Linked DNA regions of Sus scrofa: region 1 is linked to region 2. Evidence: chromatin contacts called from public HiChIP or PLAC-seq data. All regions are on one chromosome and are shown on one strand. Each heading gives the region's core, a stretch centred on a gene start, on an enhancer-like site or on the middle of the called end of the contact. The rest is flanking DNA. Distances are from core to core; before and after follow the strand shown. Region 1 holds the start of PARP12 (poly [ADP-ribose] polymerase 12). Region 2 holds the start of KDM7A (lysine-specific demethylase 7A).

Region 1 (5,755 bases), core at 1,330-3,829, 92 kb after region 2:
CCTAGGCAGTTCCTTAGCCCCTGGGAAAGCTGACTGCACCTCCTACCCAAGAGACCAGCTCTGTGCAACGCAAGGTACTGAGAGGGGCATGTGGAAGTTCCCGGTCCAGAGATGGAACCCACGCCACAGCTGCAGCAACTTGGGGTCCTGAACCCGCTATGCCACAAGGGAACTCCTCTGCAATTGTCTTGTGGTCTAATTTGCATGGCACAGAGCTGGTCTCTTCTGGGGGTGGGGGGGGAAGTGTGCGATCAGTTTTCACAGGGTGCAATAACTTTCAGGGGTGGTTCTCCCAAAGCCTGGGTTATTCTGTCGAGAAGAAGAATGCTGGATGGGGCAGGAGGGGCCATGAACGTGAACTCTGGCCAAACCGTGGGTTGGGGAGGGCCTGGACACTCCAAAGACTGGCTGCTGCTAAGCTTTTCCTGCCAGCGAGGTCTGACTCGGATGTCCATCCAATCCCTGACCTTTCGCACTATCGCTCATACTCCCTTCGCCTTTGCTCTTCCAACCCAGAGTGGTTTCCATCATCTATTAAGAAATTTCCTCCTTTGCAAAGGTCCTGCCTCCAATCAAAAGGCAAAAACCCGGAGTTCCCATCGTGGCGTAGTGGTTAACGAATCCGACTAGGAACCATGAGGTTGCAGGTTCGATCCCTGCCCTTGCTCAGTGGGTTAAGGATCCAGCGTTGCCATGAGCTGTGGGGTAGGTTGCAGACGTGGCTCTGGATCCTGCGTTGCGTGGCTCTGGCATAGGCTGGTGGCTACAGCTCCGATTGGACCCCTAGCCTGGGAACCTACATATGCCGCGGGAGCGGCCCAAGAAATGGCCAAAAAAAAAAAAAAAAAAAAAAAAGGCAAAAACCCCAATCCAAGGTGAAGCCAACTTTCTCTGTAACTCAGAAGCAGCTGATCTCTACTGGAAAAAGACAAGCACATAACCAGGTTGACTGGTTCGAGTTAACATCTTATGATCCTCCGACTTACAGGGCCCTTGATGTGGACTGGCCTGCCTGTGTCTCTGCAGTACTATTCGCTATTCCATTCCCCGAAACGAGCCATGATCCCTGGTCCTGTCTTCTCTCTCCCCGGCCCCCACTCTAGCTCCTCTCAGCTGATAACCCTTCCCCACATCTCACTGGGAAAGCAGGCCGAATGAGTTTCCTGGGCTGCAAGAACATATCACCGCAAACTGGGCTTAACAACAAAAATCTATCCTCTCTCAGTTCTGGAGGCCAGAGATCCGAACTCAAGATGAGGGCAGGGCTGTGCTTTCGCCGGAGGCTCCGAAGAATCCTTCTTTGCCTCTTCCGAGCTTCTGGTGACTGATGGCACTCCGTGGCATTCCCAGATTATGTGCACATCATTGCAATCTCTGCCTTCTCTGCCTCCATTGTCACATTGTAAGCCGCTAAGATAGGGAGTCCCCAGAAAAAGAAAACCAGGCCTGGCTTTCTTGACATAAGAGAAGCCATTTTAGGCCTACGCCATGTTGTGATCCAGGCCTGGCCACAATGCGTGACTCTGAACAGGTCTCAGAAATAATGATCTCCAGGGAACAGGAGAACAAACTGTCATTATGCAAGACAAATAACAACAGCAAAGATAGCAACTTAGTTGTAGAGATGCCTAGTTCTGTTTCAATGGTAAAGACTAGTCTGAAGAACACTCTTCAGCTGTTTCACAGAATTTAACCCCCCCTCAGGTGCTCAACTACCAGATAACTGGAACCAAAGGGATGATGCTATTGACTTGCTGGGCTTGAAGACCCTCATGACTTGAATCAACGAAAGCTTGGACTCTGTCACCCTTTGCCCCAGTTCTTTGCTGACTTCTGCTCAAGTCCCTTGATGACTATGCATGTACCCTTAGCTTAAAACGTCACCCATTTTGCTGGTGAGACACTGTTTTGGAAAAGATCCCTGGTGTTCTCCTTACTTGCTGTCGGTAATAAATCTTTCCTTCTCTCTATTGATCTTTGGCTTGGTTGTGTCTTGTGACTCCATTGTACGTGGTAAGAGAGAAACCCAGGTTTTTGATAAAAACAACACCCTTTTTTTCTTTATGCAGAATGTCCTATTATTTCAAAACCATATTAAGACCACCATTAAAATGAAAAATTGAGTTCTTCTGTGGCTCAGTGGGTTAAGGACCCAGCGGGGTCACTGCTGTGAGAAAGAATTAAAAATTTAAGTGAAAAACTTTATTAAATTAAATTAATGTTATTAAAGATTATTTTTTACACATGACAAAAATTTTAAAACAATAAAATCCAAGAGAAAAAATTGTCCCTCATCCCATGCCCTAATTTACGTTTATTTGTTCTCATTATGATCTACTCTTCTCACATACACTTAATAGATTTTTGCATATTCGTAATATTACAAATAGAATTTTTTTTTTTTTTTTTTTTTTTTTTTTTGCCTTTTTTAGGGCCGCACAGGCATCATGAGGAGGTTCCCAGGCTAGGGGCCTAATTGGCGCTACAGCCGCCGACCTACACCAGACCCACAGCAACTGCCACATCGGAGCCGCGTCTGTGACCTACGCCGCAGCTCACGGCAACGCCGGACCTTCAACCCGCTGAGCGAGGCCAGGGACCGGACCTTGGGCCTTGTGGGTACTAGTCGGATTCAGTCCCACACAACTGGGACTCGCCCCTTCCTATCAATTCAGACATTTTTATACAGCGTTCTTTTTCCTCTTCACAACATGGAGGTCCTTCCAGGTCCGAAGACGGGTTCAACGCATGCTCCTTAGACCTGAGTAATAGCCCGGAAACCCACCCACCGCGTTGCTCCCACTACCCTACCTCCTCCATACAGACGCTTCTGCACCTAACTTATTTACTGTTCCTCTGACTTCTAGAAGCTTCTCAGAAGAAAGGCTGCTGGGCCAAAGGTCACGCACGCTCAATATTTTAATAACTATTCCCGGATAACGTTCCCAGGGGGCTCTCAACACTTCACAGTTCCACCTGCGACCCCCCGTGAGCGTCGCCAGGCCCCCGAAGGCCTTTAAGAGTCCATCTTTATTCAGCGGGGGTGGGGAGAAAGGGACTTCTTTTTCAAGGGGATTCGCTGCCGGCGCTGAAGTGAAGGAAGGAGCCCTGCAGCCCGTCTCGCAGCTCCGAGTGACTGCCTTCCCCTGGCGCGGGGCGGGGGGCGGGGAGGGGGGACGGACCCCTGCTCGTCGCCCCCATTTCCGCGAGTGACCAGGAAGCCGGATTTGGCTTCTGCGACGTTGCGGGCCGTCCGCAGGCGGGCGTCCCGGCCGCTCCGCCCCAGCGCCGGGCGCGGAGGTGCGAGATCCGCCGGCCGCCTTATTTCCCGACGCCCGGGGCGGCCCCACACCCCTCGGCCCGGCGAAGGCGCCTCGAGCAGCGCGAAGCGCGGCCGCGAGGCAGCGGGGCCTCGTTCCTTCGCCGCTCGGAGGGACCCCCTCGAGCACTCCTCGGACGCCGAGCAGCTGCCACGGGCTTCCGACGGGGCGGGAGGCCTAGCGCGCAGCCGGGCGACCCGCGGCTGGAAGGCGCCGAGCCCGGCTCAGCTGCGGACCGGGGGCGTGGCGAGGCGGCCGGGTTCTGTTTTCCCCGGAGCCGCCGGAGCTTTCGGTTTGCTTTCCAGCCGGAGGTTTCGGTTTCGTTTCCAGCCGGTGTGTCCACGAGAGCCGCCCGCGGCCCTGCAGTCCCCGGCCCGACGGCCATGGCGCCCGCCGCCCTCCTCCGCGAGGTGACCCAGACGCTGTGCGCGGCCGGGGGCTCCTTGGGGCTGGAAGAGCTGCGGCGCCGCTTGCGGCCGGGCGTCGGCGGGGATGCCCTGGACCGGCTGCTGCGGGAGTGCGGGCACTGCGTGGTGGTGCGGCGGGCGGCCGGGGCGGGCGCGGCGGCCGTCGAGCCCTCGGTCTTGGCCGCGTCGCCGCTGCGCCTGTGCACCGCCCACCTGGGCCCGAAGCCGAGCTGCCACGGGCTGTGTGCGCAGCTGCACCTCTGCAAGTTCGTGTTGTACGGCCAGTGCAAGTTCCTGAGGGACGGGTAAGGCGCCGCGCCGGAGCCGGAGGGCCGGGACCCGCCGCCTCCGCCCCCAGCTGGGTCTCGGCCTTTCTTAAATTCGGGGACACCGGGAGGTGGGGAGGTGGCTGTTCCCTGGCCTCCCCTCCTCCTTAATTCCCTTCAGCGAACGTTTATTGAGCAGCTACTCGACCCCTGGCCCCGTGCGTGGGACTCGCGTCGAACGGTGTCCTCTAGGCTCCTTCGGTCTCAGAGCCTTAGAACCCAGTGCGTGGCGGGACACCCCGGGGTGACAGTACCAGGGTGGGGGTGGGGGCGGGGGAGCGCCGGCTAAGGGAGCGGGGAGGGTTCTCCAGAAGAAGAGGGGCTGTGGCTGGCTCCTGCTCAGAGCTCCAGGGCTGCTGGAGGAGCTTTCTCCACCCCACAGCCGAAGGAATCTTTCGAAACTTCTCTCACCTGCTTACACGCCGCCATGGCTGCTTTGCCGTTGGCGTAAATTGCAAGCTCCTTACCATCGCCCACAATGTCCCTGGGGAACGGTCCCAGGGGACCGTCTTTCCTGCTCGGCCCAGGGAATCTTTTAGGCTTCGACTCGAGTATCTTTGCTTTTTGAGCTGTTCTCTGCCTCTCCCTCTCCATCACACTGTTGTGTTGGCTTTTCCCAGAGCGTTCATCATGGTCCCCCACTCCTGCCATAGAATGTCAACTCCAAGGGCGGAGTTGACCGCTGTCTTGACCTGGCTGGCCTCTCCGGGCCCTCAGCTGTGTGCTCTGTACCTAACAGGTGTTCACTGAGATTTGTGGAGTAAATTAATGAGATCTCCCGGGAAGGTGGTGTGGGCCCTTCCGATGGCGGGAGAGAGCAGCTGTCAAGTGTGTGTTTCGGGAAGCTGTCTTAGATAGTGGTGTGGATGCTGACTCAGAGGAGGATGTGATGGGCATCTGTATGGCCCTGTTTCTAAGTAGCTAGTCCAATTACTTAGAAGGGTTGTTTCTTCTTTTTTTCTGCCTTAACACAGTAGATATTATTTCTTGCTGACATTGGGTCAAAGAGTGAGGTTTCGTCAGACTGAAAAAAAAAAGGGGTTCCTCTTGTAGTGCAGTGAAAACGAATCTGACTAGTGCCCATGAGGATGCAGGTTTGATCCCTGGCTGTGCTCAGTGGGTTGGGCATCTGGCGTTGCCGTGAGCTCTGGTGTAGGTTGCAGACACATCTTGGATCTGGTGTTGGCTGTGCCTGTAGTATGTAGGCCAGCAGCTGTAGCTCCAATTTGACCCTTAGCCTGGAAACTTCCATATGCTGCAGGTGCGGCCCTAAAAAGCAAATAAATAAATAAATAAATAGCCTGGGGTAGGGGCTAGATCCATGCAGTCATTTAGGGACCCAGGCTGACAGATACAGAATTCGGTCCTTCTCAACCTATGGCTCTTAAGGCGTCAGGGTATGAGGGACAAGGAGCAGGGAGAAGAGGGACAGTAGAGGGCTGGTAGGAGGTTTTTATGGGCTAGGTCTGGGAATGGTAGGTATCTTTCTGTCCACGTCCCCTGCTCCATGTCTCAGGGCTCTGCTTAAAGGCCGGGGATGGTGGAGGGGGGTGGGGGGAATGCGGTCCCTCGGAAGCAGCTGCTCAGAAATACCTAGGTTTGAATACTGCAAGGCCTAGATATAGCCTTAAGAGGACCAGATGTGTGTGTGTGAGAAATTTGGGAGTGATGGGGAGCTGATGATGAGAGAGTGGTGACAAAA
Region 2 (5,548 bases), core at 1,595-4,094:
TGATTGACAATGTTCTCTCAGTTTGATACTTTGATACTATGTAAATATTCCAATCCTTTTCAAACTTTCAATTTATGTTTATTTACTTCTGTATGGTTTCCTCTTTATACAGTGGGTATTTAATACATTAATACATTATCATCAGCTTTTGTTTCATACCAGGTTGGGGATACAAGTTTTGACATGCCCCACTATTTTTTGTTGAATGTATCCTTTTTTCCTGGCACAACTGGAGGCTCCAGCCTCATCCTGTACTTCTCCAGGACTGGAATTAGCCATTTTTCCAAGAAGAAATATGAAGAGGAGGATACCATTTAGATGCCAAGAGCTGGGTTACATGTTCTCATCATATTGTGTCCCAGACCCGCGCTCTCAGTGGACAGAGCGTGCATGAATTTACAATATGTTGGGCTTCCCGTGGGGCTCACAGCATAGCTACAATATGTCTATTCATCTCCAGAAATAGAAACAGATTGATACCTCCATTATCAGTCCACTACCAAAGGGTTCATTCTAGTTGTGTTTCCATATTTGCAGCTCTCTTCCTCAGCAGTGAGAAATTGGCTCCCATTTTCCTGACTATATTAACTTATTGGATCCTCTTGTACATACCCCATCTCCTGGCACCGCTGCTGCCCCCTCCTTTGCTTGGCTACCCTCTTCATTCTATCCATGCTGACATCGCAGAACCAAGGGGCCCTGCCAGCACCGAGAACACACCTTACCAGGCCGCATCCCTGTGTGGATGCCTTCCTCACCCCCACTCCAACATGAGAGCTGTGGCTGTGCCCCCTTCCCTAACAACACACCTCCTCTACAGTGTACTTAATTTTTTTTTAAATTCATCTTATTGAGGTATAGTTGATTTCCAATGTTAATTTCTGCAGTGATTCATATATGCATGTATATATATATATATAGTCTTTTCATTACAGTCTATTATAAGATATTGAATATAATTTCCTGTGCTATACAGGACCTTGTTTATCCATCTCTACAGTGTACTTTTAAAGGTACACGATCCTGGAGTTCCCGTGGTGGTGTAGTGGAAATAAATCCGACTGGGAATCATGACGTTGCGGGTTCGATCCCTGGCCTCCATCAGTGGGTTAAGGATGTAGCGTTGCCATGAGCTGTGGTGCAGTTCACATAAGCATCTTGCATCTGGTGTTGCCTTGGCTGCTGTGTAGGCTGGCGGCTACAGCTCCAGTTGGACCCCTAGCCTGGGAACCTCCATATGCCACAGCTACGGCCCTAAAAAAAAAAGACACACACAAAAAGATACATGATCCCCTTGCTTGTTAATAAGCCTCTGTGAAGTAGTTAAGGAAGATATTATCCACAATTTTTCTTTGAACAGATGTTCAAGGATTTAATTCAAGAGAAATGGAGTGACTTGCCCAAGGTCACTCAGCTTCCATAATACAGGGTCTGAATGTAAGCCTTTTTTTTCACTCCACCAATCCAGGATGCCTCTAAACATATGCCAAAATCACAGTAACTATTCTCTTTTCACTAGTAGAAGTGTTTCAAACTCATTCATTCTGGGATTAACTCTGATTTCCAGGTTTTTCTTTTCCCAAAACATATGTGACAAGCAATAGAGCGGTAGAGAGAGGACTGGATACAGAATCGAACTTAAAAACTTTAGCTTAAGCTCATATCTGACACTTGAGGCAACTTAATTGCTTTCCTCAATTATAAAAAGATTAGAATAAATCAGTGATTTTCTGCCTGGGGCTGAGTGAGACCTGGAGCTATTGGGATTTTACCATTGATAGAAACGCCTGCGAAATTCAGCTACAAATATCTGATTCCATAATTCTTAACATCCCTTCCAATTTGCGTGGTTATGATTCCAAGGCAATTTTTCTCTATTCGGTATGTGCTAGCTGTTTTTATCCTTATCAATCACATCCTTCATTCAAAAACATTTATTAGTGGCCTATTATGTGCCAAGTACCGTATTATCTGGTTTTCGTGGCAGCCCCTTCCCGAGGCGTCATCACATTTAGAATTTTATCCCAACCTTCCAAACTTGGAACTCAGCGTTCGCGTCTCACGTTATTTATAAACACGCCGAGTTCCTCTCCGGTCCTTTCTCCACCCACTACATTTGAAGCCTGGCCCCTCTCGGCGCACAGACTGAATTAACTGAATTCCTCTTGGGAACAACCTCCTTCACCTACTAGTGGCTCCATCAACACTAATCTCCTGGCTAGTCGGTGGGAAATCGGCTGGGACGTTTTGGAAGTTTGAATGACTCCCCAGCACACTCCTGCCCATCTGCCGGGCATAACCCGCTCTCCGTGGTGTTAACCCTCGACTCGGACCCCGGAGGTCTCGGGGAGGCTGCTAGGTGACTTCGGGAGGTGGCTCCGGCAGCGTTCTCCTTTCCTCGGTTCTGCGGCTCTGAGCATAAACGCAGCGTGCGCCGCTTTCCACTGCGCAGGAACTTCCCCGGCCTCGGCGTTCACTCAGAAACCGAGAAGCCGGCTCTTCGCGCGCTCCCGCAGTTCTCCTCCTGCGGCCGCGCTCCCAGCGCCACAGCGCGTGTCCTCAGGGAGCCTCTGGCTCCCTCCGCCTCCCTCCGCCTCTCTCTCCGCCTCCCCCGCCCCGCGTGCCCTTCAGCCTGTCCCTCCGCCCGGCCGACGCGAGGGGAGCGCGGTGCGCGCGTCGGCGGCAGGAGGACGTGCGCGAGACGCACGGCCCCGCGCGGAGCGCCGGAAGGAGCCGGGCCGGGACCTCGCGCGTCGTGCGCGCGCCGCCGCCCGCCGCTGACCCGCCCCCCTTCGCCGGGCCGCGGCCTCGCGCGCGCGCGCACTGGGGCGCAGCCGCCGCCGCCGCCGCCGCCGCCGCCGCCGCCGGCGCCGCGGCTGCTGCTCCGGCTGCTGCAGGAGGCGGCGCTGGCTGGCGGCTGCGCTCGCTCCAGTCGGCGAGCGGAGCAGCGAGCGAGCGTGTGTGTGTTTTTTAAAGATGGCCGGAGCGGCGGCGGCGGTGGCCGCGGGAGCAGCAGCTGGAGCCGCCGCGGCAGCCGTGTCGGTGGCGGCTCCCGGCCGGGCCTCGGCTCCCCCGCCGCCCCCGCCGGTGTACTGTGTGTGCCGGCAGCCGTACGACGTGAACCGTTTCATGATCGAGTGCGATATCTGCAAGGACTGGTTCCACGGCAGGTAAATAAACCCCCTCTAGCCCCGCCGCCGCTGCCGCCGGCCACCGGCTAACCGCCGCCGTCGCCGCGCCGGCCGCCCGAGCCGCTCTCCGCTCGGCCGCCGCGCCGCGTCGAGCGCTCAGGGGCTCCGGCTCCTAGCCCTCGGCCCGGGCAGCGCGGCGCGCGGGGTCCCGGGCTCGCCGGGCGCCGGGCGGGCTGAGGGGGGCTGGTGGGATCGCCTGGCTGGGCGAAGAGTCGCCACAACAAACGGGAACAAAGGGGGCCGGCCGAGAAGTTGGCAGGGGGAGACCCGGGCGAGGGGACGCGGCCGGGGCAGGCGCCGGCGGAGGCGGCGGGCGGAGCGCCGGCCCGGCCCGCCGCCCCTCGCCGCGCCCGCAGCCCGGCCGCCGCCCCGCCCGGCCGCCCGCCCGCCCGGGACTCCCAGCCCGAAGTCGCCGCCCGGCCGGCCGCCCTCCCCGCCTTCCTTCCGGGCGGCGACCGGCTGGCCCCGGCCCGGGGTCTCCAGAAATTGCCCTCTTTCTGCGGGTCCCGGTCGCGCCCCCTTCCCCTGTCTTTATCAAACTTCCTCGGCCCCCGGGCTCTGGGACGGGGGCGTCGGCAGCGCCCGCCCGGTGGGGTTCCGCGGAGTAAACAGAGCAACAGATGAGGCACTTTCGGGGACTTGAAAGATGCCAGTCGGAAGTTTGGGCCGGGGGTCCCGAGCGGGGCGTCAGGTCGGCTGCGGTCGTGCCAACCACCCGTCACCCCGGCGCAGCCCGTCCCGGCGGGGGTGGAGCGGATGGAGTGGGCAGCGGGGCCCGGAGGCACAGCCTCTCGTCCCCGCCGCCCCCGGGCCGCCCCCGCGCCGCCGCTCAAACTTTACAGAGAGTGAAATTTCCCGTCGCCCGAAGGGCCGGCGACCCCCGGGCAGCCCGGGGCCAGCGCCCGGGGGCCTGGTGCAGGCGAACTTGCGCCGTTCGGTGGGGACTTGGGGTCGGGTGGCGGGGGCGGCGAGCGTCGCCTTGTGCCTCAGCCGCTGCCTGCGTTTGGGTTTGACGTTTGTGAGAGCTCGGGCCGCCTCCGCCGCCGAGCCGCCGACTCGTGTGTTTTGTAATCAAAGTGTGAGGCTAATAAAGGGCGGCGCCACAGCCTCTTGACTCCGGCGTGGGAGGGATTCGCAGGCATTTAAACAAAGAAACTAGTTGAGGTCGGGCTCCCAAAGTCCTTATTTGGGTGTTGTGGCAAAGCCTGCGGTCACCTTTAGGTGAAGCAGGTTTCCCCAGCACCGTTTGGCGGTGTATCTTGGCGAGAGTACGCTCCCGGGTAATAGCAGATATGGTGACTGTGATTGTAGGAAGTGTCCTTTGATTGACAGCAGGACATTTAAATACAGCCTCCGCTCCCCCCCTCCCCAATTTCGCAGAAACACCACACGACCAGGCCAGATGTCTTAGTCTCCCTCTGCTGGCCCTGGGAGAGAAAACCGGTTCAGCACAGCGTTCATGTCAGTGTTCAGTGCTAGATACAGTTAGTTTTGCTGAATTTTCAAGTACAGTTAGTTTTACTAATCAGTTTTCAGGTGGCACAATTCTGACAGCTGCAGAGGGGGAAACACTCAACAGATTGTCACTGCGAAAGAAGGACAGCGTCCTTATTTTGTATATCAGGTAATCTTTTAACAGTCTGGTGGATGCTGGGAATGCTGTTACCACCATGCCACTTGTCATTAAGAATAAATTATCCAAAGTTCTTTTTTTTAATCGCTTCAATAAAACCCGATGTTTTTTTCCCTTATTTTGATTGTATGTGAAACTGATCTATGAAGACACCTAATCTTGCCAATTTTTTTACACCCACTTTCCCCATCATAGGCAACCAGAATAGAGATTATCCGAAAATCTAGGTTACATATAGAATAAAACCCGAATCCCTGGTGATTATGTAAATACTTATTTCTTCAAAGAACCATTTTAGCTGCTTCAGAAATTTGTGCCATGATACAAAGCAGAGATTTGATAGCTTAATAGATTTTAGACTAGAATTTTGTTTATCCTAATTTCGGGAGCACCGTAACCATGAGAACCTGCAGGTAGTTTATGGAGAATTTTGTAATACATTTATGTATAACTTTGTAAATAGGAAAAAGTTAAGGGAAAACAAAGAGGATGTGTGTGAAGGAGGGAGAACAAGGCCAAAACAAGTGTGTTCAGCTTTGTCACATACATTTGTGTGTGTGTGTGTGTTTTTTTTTTTTTTTTTTTTTTTTTTTTTAATGGCAGCATATAGAAGTTCCTCCCAGGCATCAAACCCTGGCGTCCTCAGCAACTTGAGCCACTGCAGTTGGGTTCTTAACTCACTGTGCCACAGCAGGAACTCTTATTTGTGTGAAAGTGACTCTGA

What was found. HiChIP or PLAC-seq counts read pairs in DNA pulled down with a chosen protein or histone mark.
Region 1: a contact with region 2 is called in an H3K27ac HiChIP or PLAC-seq map of skeletal muscle. The contact joins the promoter of PARP12 here to the promoter of KDM7A in region 2. A contact is called at or near these places in 1 of 5 promoter capture datasets (liver), 3 of 47 Hi-C or Micro-C datasets (blood, liver and retroperitoneal adipose tissue) and 2 of 2 datasets of contacts at active chromatin or transcription factors (alveolar macrophages and skeletal muscle).

The regions. Positions count from the first base shown.
Region 1 is chr18:9,671,262-9,677,016 of Sscrofa11.1, forward strand. It overlaps PARP12 (poly [ADP-ribose] polymerase 12), which reads left to right and starts at 2,580. Exons shown (of 12, transcript XM_003134615.4): 1 at 2,580-4,032. The coding sequence starts at 3,704.
Region 2 is chr18:9,578,624-9,584,171 of Sscrofa11.1, forward strand. It overlaps KDM7A (lysine-specific demethylase 7A), which reads left to right and starts at 2,845. Exons shown (of 20, transcript XM_003134614.4): 1 at 2,845-3,170. The coding sequence starts at 2,977.